Regions from separate parts of the Mus musculus genome. Here region 2 is linked to region 1. A link is a contact called in public Hi-C data. All regions are on one chromosome and are shown on one strand. Each heading gives the region's core, a stretch centred on a gene start, on an enhancer-like site or on the middle of the called end of the contact. The rest is flanking DNA. Distances are from core to core; before and after follow the strand shown. Region 1 overlaps Gm32611 (a long non-coding RNA gene). Region 2 has its middle 24 kb from the start of Gm40247.

What was found. A called contact is a pair of places that touch in the nucleus more often than the background predicts.
Region 2: a contact with region 1 is called in a Hi-C map of cerebral cortex, with 4 times the contacts expected there. The contact joins two enhancer-like sites. A contact is called at or near these places in 1 of 15 datasets of contacts at CTCF or cohesin (embryonic stem cells), 2 of 484 Hi-C or Micro-C datasets (cerebral cortex and female germline stem cell-derived STRA8 germ cells), 1 of 115 datasets of contacts at active chromatin or transcription factors (embryonic stem cells) and 1 of 9 other capture datasets (embryonic stem cells).

What each region holds. Positions count from the first base shown.
Region 1 is chr4:125,156,450-125,163,189 of GRCm38.p6, forward strand. The region is part of intron 2 of Gm32611 (a long non-coding RNA gene); the gene reads left to right. The region is part of intron 2 of Gm40245 (a long non-coding RNA gene); the gene reads left to right. Among named protein-coding and RNA genes, the nearest start is that of Gm40245, 9.8 kb to the left of the region's middle. Within about 2 kb of position 4,067, at least 20 of the 459 cell types and tissues checked have an H3K27ac peak or open chromatin away from gene starts, as enhancers often do. A contact at or near this core is called in cerebral cortex, where this site is marked.
Region 2 is chr4:125,354,224-125,360,963 of GRCm38.p6, forward strand. No RefSeq gene overlaps it. Among named protein-coding and RNA genes, the nearest start is that of Gm40247, 24 kb to the right of the region's middle. Within about 2 kb of position 2,423, at least 11 of the 459 cell types and tissues checked have an H3K27ac peak or open chromatin away from gene starts, as enhancers often do. A contact at or near this core is called in cerebral cortex, where this site is marked.

The DNA of each region.
Region 1 (6,740 bases), core at 2,817-5,316:
GGCAGACGCTTTTAAAGACATAGCTTCACTTTGGAGAGTGTGCGGGTGTCCCTGGCTCGGCCCTTCTGCGCATGTCCATTTGGACTTGGCAGAAGCTTGGGCTGTCCAGGCTGTTGGTTTTGAAGGTGGTAGGTATGGGGCTGGGGACAGCAGAGGGAGAGGGGAGAGGCATGTTTGGGTCATCCGGGGCTAACTGGGGCCCATCCTGTCTCTTTCACTCTCAGAGGAGGCAGTGGTGAGGGTAGGTGTTAATGAGAGCAATTGCTTCAGTCATTTCTTCAGTTTGGAGAGTCACAGCTGGCCTGTGGGGCATTGGGCAATGCACAGATAGTCTGGTCTCCAGTCAAGCTGATGTTGAACTCCGGGACCCGGTGGTGATAATTCACCTACATGGGTTGGAAGGAGTTCGCTCATGTTCCTGGAACTCTGGCTCCTGTCGAAGTTACCCCCAACAGCCCCCACAAGAGAAGCATGGTTAGAAGTCACGTAGGCAATGTTTCAAGCTTCTGACCCTCAGGGAATACGAATCATGGTGTTCAGGAAGAGCCGGCTGCACTGTCACTGTGAGCTTGGGCCAGCAACAGCCTGAAAAGGCAGAGAAGCAAGAAGTCACCCCCCCATTCCACCCCTTCTGCCCTCTCCCCTGCTTCCTGCTTCTTCTCTCTGCCGGACTCAGTGTGCGCCTGTGTGTGGCTTGAGAAAGGGTCAAGACGCCTCATGTGGCTAGTAAGTGCAGGCATGCAGGCAGAGCACACTGTGAAGTGGCTGTCCCAGCTGATACCAACCATGATCACAAGGTACTGAGCTAGCTGCCGTGGTCCAGGGCCCAACCATGTTTTTTGGAGACATGAGAGCTGAACTGTGCAAAACACAGAGAACCAAACACAGTTACTCCCCACCTTACACCTCACACTCAATACATAAAACCCACAGATGTGAACTCATCTCTGAAGGACCTACTAAGGCTAGACATATGCCTGACTGCTGGGTATTGTGAGACAAAACCTTTCCCGGGGAACACAGCATACACATCTACTCACCCCAGATAGGGAGCCCATGAGACACCAAAGTACAGACACCATCAAAGTCCAACTTGGTGCACCAATAAACTTTATTGGGGTTACTTACAGGAATGTGGGTGAGAGGTTACTCACAGGAACAGAAATAACGAAAAGACAGCTGATTCACCAAAGCTCAGCCCAGTGTGGGTGACAGCTAACAAAGCTGGGGACCCAGAGCACACTGCACAGCCTACAGGCAGCTCGGTAGGTTAGACAGTTTCCTTTCCAGGTGGATCAGTTGATACATGCCTCTTCCAGGCAGCTGGTCTGGTCTGTCCTTTGTTACAGCTTGGCTTGTGTGTGAGTGGGAATCTATAGTTTCTTACTCAGGCTGGGAGGGAGGGGCCTAGTGAATCTGATAAGTTTCAGGGTCTTCCTGAAGCTATTTTGAGTTGTGTACCTTCTGGCTTAAGGAGCTTCCCTGCAGGTAGGAATGTTTCAGTCTCGGGTGGAAATTGTTCTACAACACTGGGCATTGTGCCTTTGCCCTTTTGGAGCTGTGGGCTGCAGGCCTGGGTCTGAATGAAAGAAATACTTACAGATCGCCCCTGGAGTGCCTCTGCTCCATAGCTGGCACAGTAGCTGGAGAGACAGAGGCCTGCTCTAAGGAGGAACTGTCCAAGCATAGTTAGAGCAACTTTCTGTGGTAGAGCTTGCTTCTTGCACTCCAGACTTGAATGACTGGTGAGGCTGACACACCAGGCATGGGGCAAAAAGCTGACTCACCCCAAGAAGAAATCTTACCTCTTCTAAGCCCTTTGCCCTACTAGGGTGAGCTCAGACAGAAGGGACCTGAACAGTGTGGCCATATCACACGTGGTGACTCTCTCATCTGCTGTGAATGGTAAAGAGGGCCTTGTTTCAGGTAGGCTGGAGCTTAGACCTCAGGGGTTCTTCAGGGTCTGAGTCTAAGGTGGGACAAATGAATAAGGGGAGTCGGGTGGGGGCAGGGTCCCTGGAGATAGCATTGTCTGCTCCTGGGTGATGTGAATGGGAGAAGGCACTGGTCATAGGCCAGGTGCTACTTTACAGTGTACCACACGGGTTAATTCATTTAAGCGCTCAAACACTGTGGAAGCAAGAACGTTAGCACCACACCATAAGGGGGAAGGAAGGATATAGGTGCCCGAGTGGTTGGCATGGATCGTCCGTGGTAAAGGCTACTCCCCAACAGATGGCCTTGAGTGTCTGCACCATTGCAGGATCGTTGAGTCTCCCTGGCAGTTTCCCTAGCCTGGATGTCCTTGAGGACAGTGATGGACCTGTCTCGGCCTTCTGTCCCCAGAAACTGATGCAGGCCCAGTGCCAGGAAGTTGATTAGAGACTGGAGGGAAGGGAGATGGGGAGAGGGGAAGGGAAGCTGATGGAGCGAGGCTTTCTCCGGCATCCAGGGGGCGGGGCTTACGCAGACCTCCACCAGCATCCAGGGCTTCCTGCCCCGTGCCTGTACCCACCCCAGCCTTCTGGGATCCCATCTGTACCGGTCACCCATGGGTGCTCCCCTGTCTCCTGAAGCTCAGCCGTCCCCTTGTCCAAATCCATTTTTCCACCAGACAAACGAGGTCTGGGCCCGCCTTCCCATTCCATCCGACAGGCTGGCTGTCAGCTGCCGTGGCAGCTGCTCTTGTCAGAAAAATTAAGAAGGAAGCAAGAGACGACACAGCCCCTGAGCTGCCAGCCGGGCAGAGACTCCAGGCCGATTTCTGCTGGGAAGGGATTGGGGAGCCAGCCTGGGCCAGTGGGGACATAGATCTCCAATGGTTCTCCTCCCCTAAGAAGGAAGGGTGGTTAAAAGTATGGTTTCCTGAGCCAACCCTCGGGTTGAGTCTCAGCTCTGAGTTGACCCCGCTGTGTGTTTCTTTGGGTCTCACTGAACCTCTCTGGGCCTTGGTTTTCTAGATTCTAAAACAAAATAAGGATAATTAGGTACAAATGAAGGGATTTATTACTAGTGAAATGCTCGGAACAAAATGTGTACCTGGCATCTAGCGTGATGAGTGCCCCTGGCAGTTTACGGAGGATCCCCTTGCCCCAGGGCTTGAGTATGAGCGAGAAGCTCTGCCTTGGCTCACACAGAGCCAGAGTGGTAGGGAGCCACTGGAGAAGGCTTCCTGTATTCTACAGGCCCCTGCGGACCCCAGGCCTGTTCCCTTTGCCCTGGGGACTTCCAGTGTGACAGGGGAGACTTAGTATAGGGACTGGGTACATCAGGAAGGGAAGGCATGAGGAGGATGGTGGCTGGTGGAGAGGACTTTCTGGAAGGCTGGGGAGACCACAATTGGCTGAAGGGTGCAGAGGTGTGAAGTCCCCCCTACCTTTGTTTAAAAAGGGTGTGTTTGTTTGTTTGTTTTTGTTATTTTGTTTTGTTTTGTTTTTTTGACAGGCTTTCTCTGTATAGCCTGGCTAGAACTCACTCTATAGACCAGGCTGGCCTTGAACACCGAGATCCACCTGCCTCTGCTTCCCAAGTGCTGGGATTAAAGGCATGCACCACCACTGCCCAGCTTAAGTTTTGTTTTGCAAGGCAGGATCTCACTCTATAGCCTTGGCTGTCTTGGAACTCATTATGTAGAACAGGCTGGCCTCAAATTCACAGAGGTCTGCCTGCCCCTGCTCCTGAGTAGGCCACTAGGCTGGGCCTAGACCTTTGTTTTGAAGACAGTTTTTTTTTTTTTAGGTGACTTGGAACTCACTATGAAGTCCTTGTTGGCCCCTTAACTCCTGGATTCTCTGTTCCTCTCCTAAGTGCTGGGGTTACAGGCAGGAGCTCTAGTGCCCAGCTGGTCTCTTCAAAAAAAAAAAAAACCAAAAAACAAAAAACATCTCCCTATGTTACCCAAGTTGGCCTCACAATTCCTGGGCTCAAGTAATCCTCCTGTCTCAGCTCCTGAGTAGCTGGGCATGCCACCAAAGCCCTACTAAGGCCTTCCCTAAGGGACTGTAGCACCCAGCTTGCAGGTCACGCAGCAGCTGAGCGCTGCAGGCTCCGTCCAGAAGGGGGCAGCCGCGGCGCGTGGATGTGTGTCAGCTTTGCTGAGCTCCTACCTAGGGAAGAGTCTAGGCAGGAGAGCTCAGACGCCGGTGTTCAGGTTTTCAGACTGGAGCGCCACCGTCACATCTCAGGAACAGTCCCGCTAGAGCGCAAGGACGCCCACAAGAGCAGGGGCCTTTAGTCATTCTCAGTCCTGGGACCATGTTAAAATCACTCCCGCAGTGCTAAAAATCTCCAGAGCCTGTGCCTTCCTCAGATTGCTGTCAATTAGTCTCTGGGGGCGGGGCCCAGGAACCGCAATTACAAAAAAATCTCCTCTGACATACTTAGCAGATCTGGTCGCCAGGATCTGAGATTGAATAAACACAGTCCTGGCTACCTTTTTCTTCCTGAGAGGGAAGTCCCGGATGGGGGGGACAGTCCTGGGAGTTCCTTTGGTTAGGGTTGGTTTCAAGGGTGAGAGGTGACAAAATTGACAGTGGACAAAGGTGCTTGCTCCCACCCTCGGAGGGGGAAGTTCTCAGAGGGCAGGTAGGTAGAATACATGCGTTCTTGAGCATGTGTGCACAGGCATGCTTTGAGAGTTCAGGGTGACTACGTGCCTGCACACACATTTCTCTGGCCAGTACAGGTGCTACATATGCATGCTGGTATAGGAGAGTTATTCATACTCAAGAGCTGCTAAACAACTCCTGTACAAATACGGGTGTGTGCGCACGTGCGCGCGTGCACACACACACACACACACACACACACACACAGAGAGAGAGAGAGAGAGAGAGAGAGAGCTGTGCTTTTTCCCTGGCTCACACGACCCACAGTGTGTGGCTACCTCAGGGGTGGAAACCTGCATGCCCCGTTTCCATGGGTCTTTTCAAGCCTCTGCAGGCGTGAAGCTTTGCTGTTTGAAGGTCTTTTTCCTTTCTTCTCCCGACCAGCCTGATCGATACGCCTCCCTGGTGCAGCCTCCCCACAGACCACACACACAGACTGGATCTGTGCGGACAGAGTCAAGTGTGGGCTTAGAAAAACCCACAACCCTTGGGGCCGGATTCTTTCAGCCAGGCTCCAGGTTGGCAGCTGGCCTTGCTAGTAGCAACCTCCTCATAGCGGATGCAGCTGGCACTGGGCACTGGATACCCACCCAGCAGGTCAGGCCCACCATGTTGAAAAGGATATGGGAGGTCCTAACGCTGGATGGGGACAGAGAACTCCTGGACAGACCAGTTCTGTTGGTGAAAATGGTGTGTGTGCTTACTGGTTGGTTGTTTTATTTGATTCTCTTTGAGACGAGAGTTCAGACCCGATGAAGAGTGAGCCATCTTTATTGTCACCGTGGTGGGAAGTGGAATCACATAGGAGACACACTTTTGGGTGTGTCTGGAAGGGTGTTCACTGAGCAGGGAAGGTCCTCCCTGAATGTGTGTGTGTGTGTGTGTAGTTGGGCTGGAGACATGGCCCATTGGTTAAGAAAGCACACTGTTCTTGTAGACAACCTGGGTTTCTTTTCTAGCACCCACACGGAACAGCCCATAACAGCCTGTACTCCTAGCTTCGGGGAGCCCACTACCATTTTTTTTTTTTTCTGGCCCATGAGACCATATGCACATGGTCCAGCCATCACACGGTCACATAGTTACAGAGAAGGCAATCTGGGCCGCACAAATCTCTTTGCATCATGATTTTGAATATCATGTGACCAGCCACTTCATGGCCTAGCCACCATAATGGGACATGACCCCTTACAGTATGCAAGGATAACCCCTGCGTCCTGTAAGTTGCTGCTGGTGAGGTGTGTTAGTCTAGCAAGGAGAAACATAACTAACACAGCTTTGACCTTCATTTAGAATGGAGGTAGCTTACACAGCCATGTCCACAGACAGCATGTCCACAGACAGCATGTCCACAGACAGGACCCTGTTGGGCATGGTCTGGGTTGAGGATGTTGGTTCTTTCTGTGAGAGAAGCCAATGTGCCTTTCTGTGAGGCACGTGCAGACCCCACACCCTGGACATGTGGCTTGGGATGGGACCTCAGCACCAGGCCACATGGGGGAGGGTCTGAGCTCACCTGTCCATAAGCTTTGAGGCAGGCCGCTTTATAGGGGTGAGGGTGAGGGTGCACTGAGTCTGTGTAACGCATTATCTGATGTTTGTTGTGTTGTATGGTGGTGCAGGAAATGTGGCTTGGCGTGGGGGCATGTGCTGGACTGAACATGTGGCACCTGGGTGTTGGGTGGTTTTAGATGAATTTGGGTGAGAAACGCTTCTTTTGGAGGGGGGGAGGTGCATTCATGTGTGTGCTGGGCTAATGGGAATGTCAGTGTAGGTGAGTCAGGTGCTCCATTGTTTTCTGTCACGTGGTGAATCAGGTACATCCCACTGTGCGCATGCGGGCAGCCTGCTGGGTAGGGCACTCCTAAGGCTGGCTCAAGGCTTCAGCATTACAATCAAGTTTTTGCATTCAAGGGTAGCCCTCTCCAAGGCTCCAGCCAGTCTCAGGCTGCGTGGATGGGGTGAGCTGGGCTCGGTCCTGATGCTGTTTTAACTATACTGTCCCCGGGGGATGAGAGGAGAGGCTAGCAGGGCTCTGCCTGTGAGCTTGTCCTGGAAGTAAGAAGGAAGGTTGGTTGGTGGCTCCTAAGAGAGCTTCATCGGGAGTCTCCTGGCCTGTGACAGGCCTGTCTT
Region 2 (6,740 bases), core at 1,173-3,672, 200 kb after region 1:
GAAGAGGATTTTTCTCTCTGGACAGCAATTCATTAATGAGTCAGCTTGGTTCTGTCATGGGTTGGTTTGGGGCTTTATAGGTGGGTGCAGAGGGGTTTCCCCTCGGGTGTCTCTGCTGAATGCAGGTGTTCAGTAAGCTCTCCCCTCTTCTATGGCACCACCATCACTCAGAACTGTGTGATTTCTAATACTGCAGCTCGGCTCTCCCACCAGGCACTCTAGAGAAGCCGCCCAGCCTTGCCCCGTGCATGACTAAGCATCAGCTGGGATACGGGATACGCAGACCCAAGTGTTCCACCCAAGTCTTCTAACTGTGCTGTAGCCCACACCCAAAATCCCCGCTGTCCCAGGAGCCAATCTCTCCTCTTCTCTGGTGAGACCTCTGTTGTGTTCCTGGCCATAATCTGAACTGAGCTCTGGAAAGTGATCTCTTGCAGAGAGGCAGAGTGAGGGTCAAACAAACCTCCTGAGTTTCACTTTTGCAAGGGCTACAGACTTAGCAACCATCAGCCAGCCACGGAATCTTGCATCTCCAGGCAGCCCTTCTTCCTGGGCTGTCCTGCATCCACACCCCTGGGGGTGGGGACGTAGATACAAACAGGGTCAGTGGAGAAAAGGAGCCTAGGGAAGGCACTAGGGCACTGCCAGCTTCATTTTGTTTGTAATTCCCCAGTGGAGCCCCAAATATGGAGGCAGCTGTGCTCTGTTGAGCTCTATGAAGAGGCAAGAGGGAGGGGCCACTGGGGAGTGCAATTAGCTGACGGTTTGAGACTGATGAAGTGGATAATGAGAGGCGCTAGGGCAGGTTTTCATGCTAAAAAGAGATGAAAAAAACCAGAGAGAGACAGACAGACTATTACACATATTACCTGCTCAGGCCTGGGCTGCTCTGAACCACTAGGAGGCCAGGGAGCAGAGAAGGCAAGCCCAGACCAGGGCCTCTTTCCCAGGTGTACTCTTGGGTAAGTTTCTTCTTCGTTAGCCTCAACATTACCTGCATGCAAATGGTCTAAGTCTCAGGCCGAGCATCCTTGGCCTTTATCTCCTTCAGTTGTCCTAAAACAATGCCACACTCAGTTCAACTGTAGCCACCTTCCAGATAGGTAACCTGGGTACCAGGAGAAATAGGATCTTTCCTAAGAGTCATTGTCAGTGAGTGATAAAGCCAAGCTCCTTCACCTTGCTTTCAGTCTCACACTCAAGGGAACTTAGCTTGTGGTCCAGCTGTGTAAGTCAGACTCTGCAGACAAAGCCAGGCACATCCCATTTCGTTGGCCTTATTCTGGGCTGTCAATCATTCCTAACAATACCTGTGAGTAAGGGACCAGCATCACCTGCCTTTCACATATGAGGAAGAAATGGTGGGATGTGTGCAGAGTTTGATCAAATAGCCTCTCTTTCCATGTAGAGGAACAGCATAAAAATGGGTTAGACCTTTATGTAGGGGCTAGAGAGCTGGCTCAACAGTTTAGAGTGCTTGCTCCGTTAATCTTGAGAACTAGAGTTCGGTTCTGAGCTGGACATTCTCCACCAATGCCTATAACCACAGTGCCTAGCTAGTGGGTGGAGACAGGAGGACTCATGGTGCTTGCCAACCTCCAGCCTGGCTGAGACCTAAGCTTCGGGTTCAAGAAGAGACCCTGGACCAGTGGGGAATAATGAAAGGACACCTGGTGCCTCTACCGGTGTCTGTGTGCAGGCTCAGACATGTACATCTGTGCCCATGACCCTCATACTCATATGGACACACACACATAAATAAATAAGTTCTTAAACCTTCGCATAGCAATTTCATACTGAGTGCATACTACATGTCGGGGGCTATGAACTGGTTCCTGAAATAAAGCCATGAGTTAAACAGATGAAAAATCCCACCTGTGTAAAGCTTACATCTTAGTGAGCAGCCAAACTGATAGTGGACCAGTGAGCAAGCCGAGAGCCACCAATAAGGAGGAAAATCAGGCAGGGAAGTGGGAACGGAGAACGTGAAATACAAGTTGGAATTTGGGGCACGATTCACCGAGGTTGTGGATTTTGCAGCAAACCTGCCAGGGTCCCTGGATATCCTACTGAAGAGCACGCCTGGCTGGGAAGGCCCAGAGGGTCTAGGCTGCAAGGTGGTTCAGGATGTCAGCTAGGGGTCATGTTTCTCCTGAGGCTGAGAGGGAGGTTACGGGCTCTGGGACCCAGCAAGGTGGTGGGGGAGAGAGAGGAGAGCTCTGTGGCTGGGGCTGTGGTAGCAGGGCCGTGGGGACATTTTTGATCATCGTGCAGTTTGGTTCTAGCCTAGTAGAAAATGAGGGGTTGACACATTTTGAACAAACAAGCAGCCTTTCCCACAGATCCTCTTGCCTGGTGTCAGCAGTGAGACAGGCAGGCCGACCAGCTGGAGTCAGAGCTGACGGTGGCCTAGGGCCAGGTTGGTAGCAGCAGAAGTGAGAGGAAGCGATGGGATCCAGTTACGAGTTTGAAAGCTAATAGATTAGATGTTGAAGGAGAGAGAGAAATGTGTCCAGGCTTACGTCGGTGCTGGCTGCCAAGCTTCTGTGAGGATGGGGCTGCCTTGGTTGGTCTGAGGAACAGGCTTCCAGGAAAAAAAGAGGAGTTAGGCTATGCAGGGGGTTGGGGCGGGGCTGTCTGGTGATCTGTGAGATGTCTCTGTGAGGACAGAGAGCAGGCACTGAGGGACTAGAAATCAGGAAGGCCCTGTGAAGGGCCAGAAGAGTCAGGTGGGAAGGATCTGGAGAACCCTGTGGGAGGGGACAGGAGAGCTGTGTGGGAGGAACCCACAGAGTAGGGCTGGATGGGGGTGTGAGGTATGGGGTATGTGTGTGTGTGCGCGCGTGCGTGCGTGTGTGTGTGTGTGTGTGTGTGTGTGCGTGTGCGTGTGCGTGTGTGTGTGTGTGTGTGTGTGTGTGTGTCCTTAGCTCTTTCTCTGGCTGAGAGGACTGCTTTGTTCAGGCAGGTGGCTGACTGCATCAGGAAAGGGCCAAGAGATGATCCCGACAGCTTAGGGCAGGAACTTTGACACTCCTACCTGCCCAGGGTTTGTCTTCTCTTGGATTTCAGACACTCTGGTACCCATGGGTGGATCTGATACCAAGCCCCAAAGCATCCCACCATTCATCTCTCTCTCTCTCAGCCCAGGACAGCCAGTCTGTAGCTGAAAGAATTCACTGCAGACACACACAAAGAGGGAATACTGCTTATCCATCGTGTGCCTTGGGTCTGGCATCTGTCACTCTGGACTTTGCTCCTCCATCTGTTGAATCGGAACCAACTGTAGAACCAACTAACTGTAGAGTTTGGCAAATAAGGCTTAAGAGAGAAAACGCCCACTGTGAGACAGGGCAGTAGACAGTGGGATCACATTCTCACCAGGTCCAGCAAGGTTAAACACAGCATACCCTTTCTCGTCTTCATTTTTCCTCTTTCTCTCTGCTCTTCAGCATTCTACATGCCAAACGATGGGTCCCCTGAGAGGTATCCCTGTTTCCCTGGCACTCACCAATTAGCATCTTGATCCGGCACAGTGTCCAGAGATGTAATAAATTGGTGCCAAACAGGAGCAGAGTTCCCACCTTGTCTTTGCCTGTGGATGGGCGCTAGAACCTCCAGGGTAGACTCTTGCCACTGAGACCTTGCAAGAATGAAATAAGGTGTTTCCAGGAATGAATTTGACACAGTGGGCTCCAATCAATACCACAGTGTGCACTTGAGTGCCATCCTATAGCTTTGCTCAAAACTCGTTCACCTAGAGTTTATCTGGATCAGAGGCCAGCAAATATTTGCTATAGAGGTCTGGGGATTAAATATGATAGGCTTTGCAGGGTAGAGTCTTCTTCACAGCCACACATCTCGGCTTCACAAATGGGCTGGGCTGTGCTACAGTCTCACTTCCTAAATCATGCCATAGCTGGATTTACCTTGCAAGCCAGCTGTAGTTTTCCAACCTCGGTCTGGTCCAATCAGATCATTTAACACAAAAATGAAAAAGAAGTGCAGAGCTAGCAAGCCATCTATAGGGCAGGCAGGCAGGCAGGCAGGCAGGCAGGCAGGCAGGCAGGCAGGGAGGCAGAAAGCCTGACTCAGGAAAACTTGCTCTCAGTCTTCTGTGAGTCAGTTCTCTCACTGGTTTGCATGATAGTTGCCTATCAAACATTCATTGGATTGGTTCAGTGTAATGATACATCTTTGACACCACATTGAAAGCTTTAGAATTTGACATTTAGAAAGATCTGGGAAATGGCATGGGGTTGGGGGGGGGGGGAATCAATGGCTGACCTAGAGTCCTCCCAGTGAGTCAGGAGGAATTCCTGGTTCCCAGTTCTGAAGGACACTGTCAGGATGACAAGGTCAGCCTTCCGTGGGACAACTGCTCAGAAGCCAGACCGCTCTTCCTTAGGCTCCCCCCAAGAAAACAATTCTCCAAAAAGAATCTCATCTATTAATGTGATTATTAATCTGGAAAAAAAACCTTACTTCTCAATAAAATGAGTGTATGACAAGACAGATGTAATAAACCTGGTTAGGATTTATGGTGTGCCCAGGCACCGCCGTGCAGAAGATAATGTTCCCCTGTAACGTTGATTTGCTGGATGAGGACCATGTAATTTATTCTGTCAATGTACATAAGAAATGTTATCTGTGTGCGGAATGACTGATGGCCCAATGAAAGCTGGCAGGGAAACAAGTGAAACAATTTGGGCCTTAAAAACATAATCACCTAATGATCACATTCTCGTGTTTGTGATGTTCAGTGCGGGCCGTACCTGTGGTTGCTGTCCATTCCTGGGATCGGTTACCCTTGAGCTTGGCACCTGAGGGCGGCAGGGACCTTCTGGTCCCTGTAACAGCCAGCCTTCTCTCTCACTAGGCCTCCACTCAGGTTGCTCCCTCTTCCTGGCAGTTCTTCCGTGTATCTATCCTTCAGCTCCTCACTCAGTGGTTTATTCCCTTGGGGTGGTGGCAAGTATCTATGTCTGCACTGCCCAACTATATGTACAGTGCAGCTATGGCGGGGGATTTTGTTCCCTAAGGACTCCTGTGGCCACCCTCTCGGCCTCTGTTATGTCCTGGAGTGCTCAGCCTTTGCTCCCTGGAACCTCACCAAGTGATGTCTTGTTCTCTCTGGGTCCAGGCCACTTCCTGAGGACTTCACAACTCACCAGGGTATTCACACAGATCTGCAGCCTTGTCCACTGAGCTCCGTGATGGCAGTTACCCTAGGAGGTAGGCACTAGGGCTGTAACTTTTCTTCATGGAGGCAAGCCAGGCTCAGAGGCCACTCACCTTGTCTAAGGCTGTATATGAAGTGAAGGAGAGACCTGGATCCCGGCTAGCTACCAAGCTCTGCTCACTCTGAATTCTCCTGCTTCCTCACTGGCCTCTCCCTCCTCCATGTTCTTTCCTGACGTGGCTTCCAGATGGGACATCCTCCTGCCTCTACCACATCTCTGAGCCTCCCTCATCTTTCCAGAACCTGCTTCATAAATGTTGATGCCTGTCATCTCTGTGTTCAGCAATCCTATTTTCCTGTTCGGTTTTCATGGCCAGGTTTTGATCCCCAAATTTCTATCTATGCATCAAGATCCTTCACCTTAACTGGGCATGCCCCAGTAGACAGTCCACGGGCATTTCCAGACCAAATTAGCCATCACTACCTGCACCCACCACCATTCCCACAGTCCTGTTCTCTGTGGGTGGACCCTGTCCCATCTGCTCACCTACACATGGGGCTCCAAGCTCAAGGGCAGTCATGATCCACCTGCCACCTATCCCTCCGTGGTGCATGCTGCATGGGGTTCTGTAGCAGCCCCTTGTTGCCTGTCTGGAGTCATCTGCCGGTCCCTGTCCCTCTAGTCCTAGGCATTGGCATCTGCTGCATTTTTAAGGCTCGGCAGTGACATCACAGACTTTGATCCCTGGTGACTTTCCAGAAGAATACAGAGCCTCTGGGACTATGCCATTGTACCCTGGAGTGCTGGCCTTTCCGGGGAAATGGTTGTTAAAGGGCCTCCTTCTTCTGTTGAGCTTCCTCAGAGCAGGGGCTTGATCTGATGGTCCCGAGGCAGGAGATGCCCTGGGAGTCTGCCGAGCAAGTGAAACAAAACAGGGTGTGCCAGAGGGACCAGAGGGAGCTGGAGAAGACAGTGTAACCACAAAAAGCTGCTTTCAGGCTCTTCTGGACACCACGGATGTTCCGGAACTGTGGGACGGGTAGGGACTCAAAGCAGACAACCAGGAATGATGATGATGCTGATGAAGAAGAAGAAGATGATGATGGTAATTCTTCCTCTTCCTCTTTTCTAGAGAGTGTCTTAGCATTCTAGCCCATGTTGGTCTTGAACTCTAAATCTTGTTCCTGTATCCTGAGTGCTGAGATTATAAATTCCTTGTCAGCCCACCTGGCAGGAATACATTCTTTGAGATGCCCTGGGACATGGATTTGAAAAGCACAACTAGGGAGGTAGAAGCCAAGGCTAAGGCAGAGGCCAAGCCATGGAGGACTTAAGGCAAGCTCTGGTCCTGACGGTGTGAGGAGAGATGAGAGTCCAGGATGAGACACCCCTACGCTGCTTTCTAGGGCAAATCCTGGCATGGCAATGACTTGGAGGTAAAGGCCAGTCCTGGAAAAGGCCAGCGCTGGCCACAGTGGCAGAGACAGGGCAGGAACTTACAACTCTAAGACACTCAGAACCAAATGCTAGGGGGATCTTGGATTTGGGGTCATCGTAGGG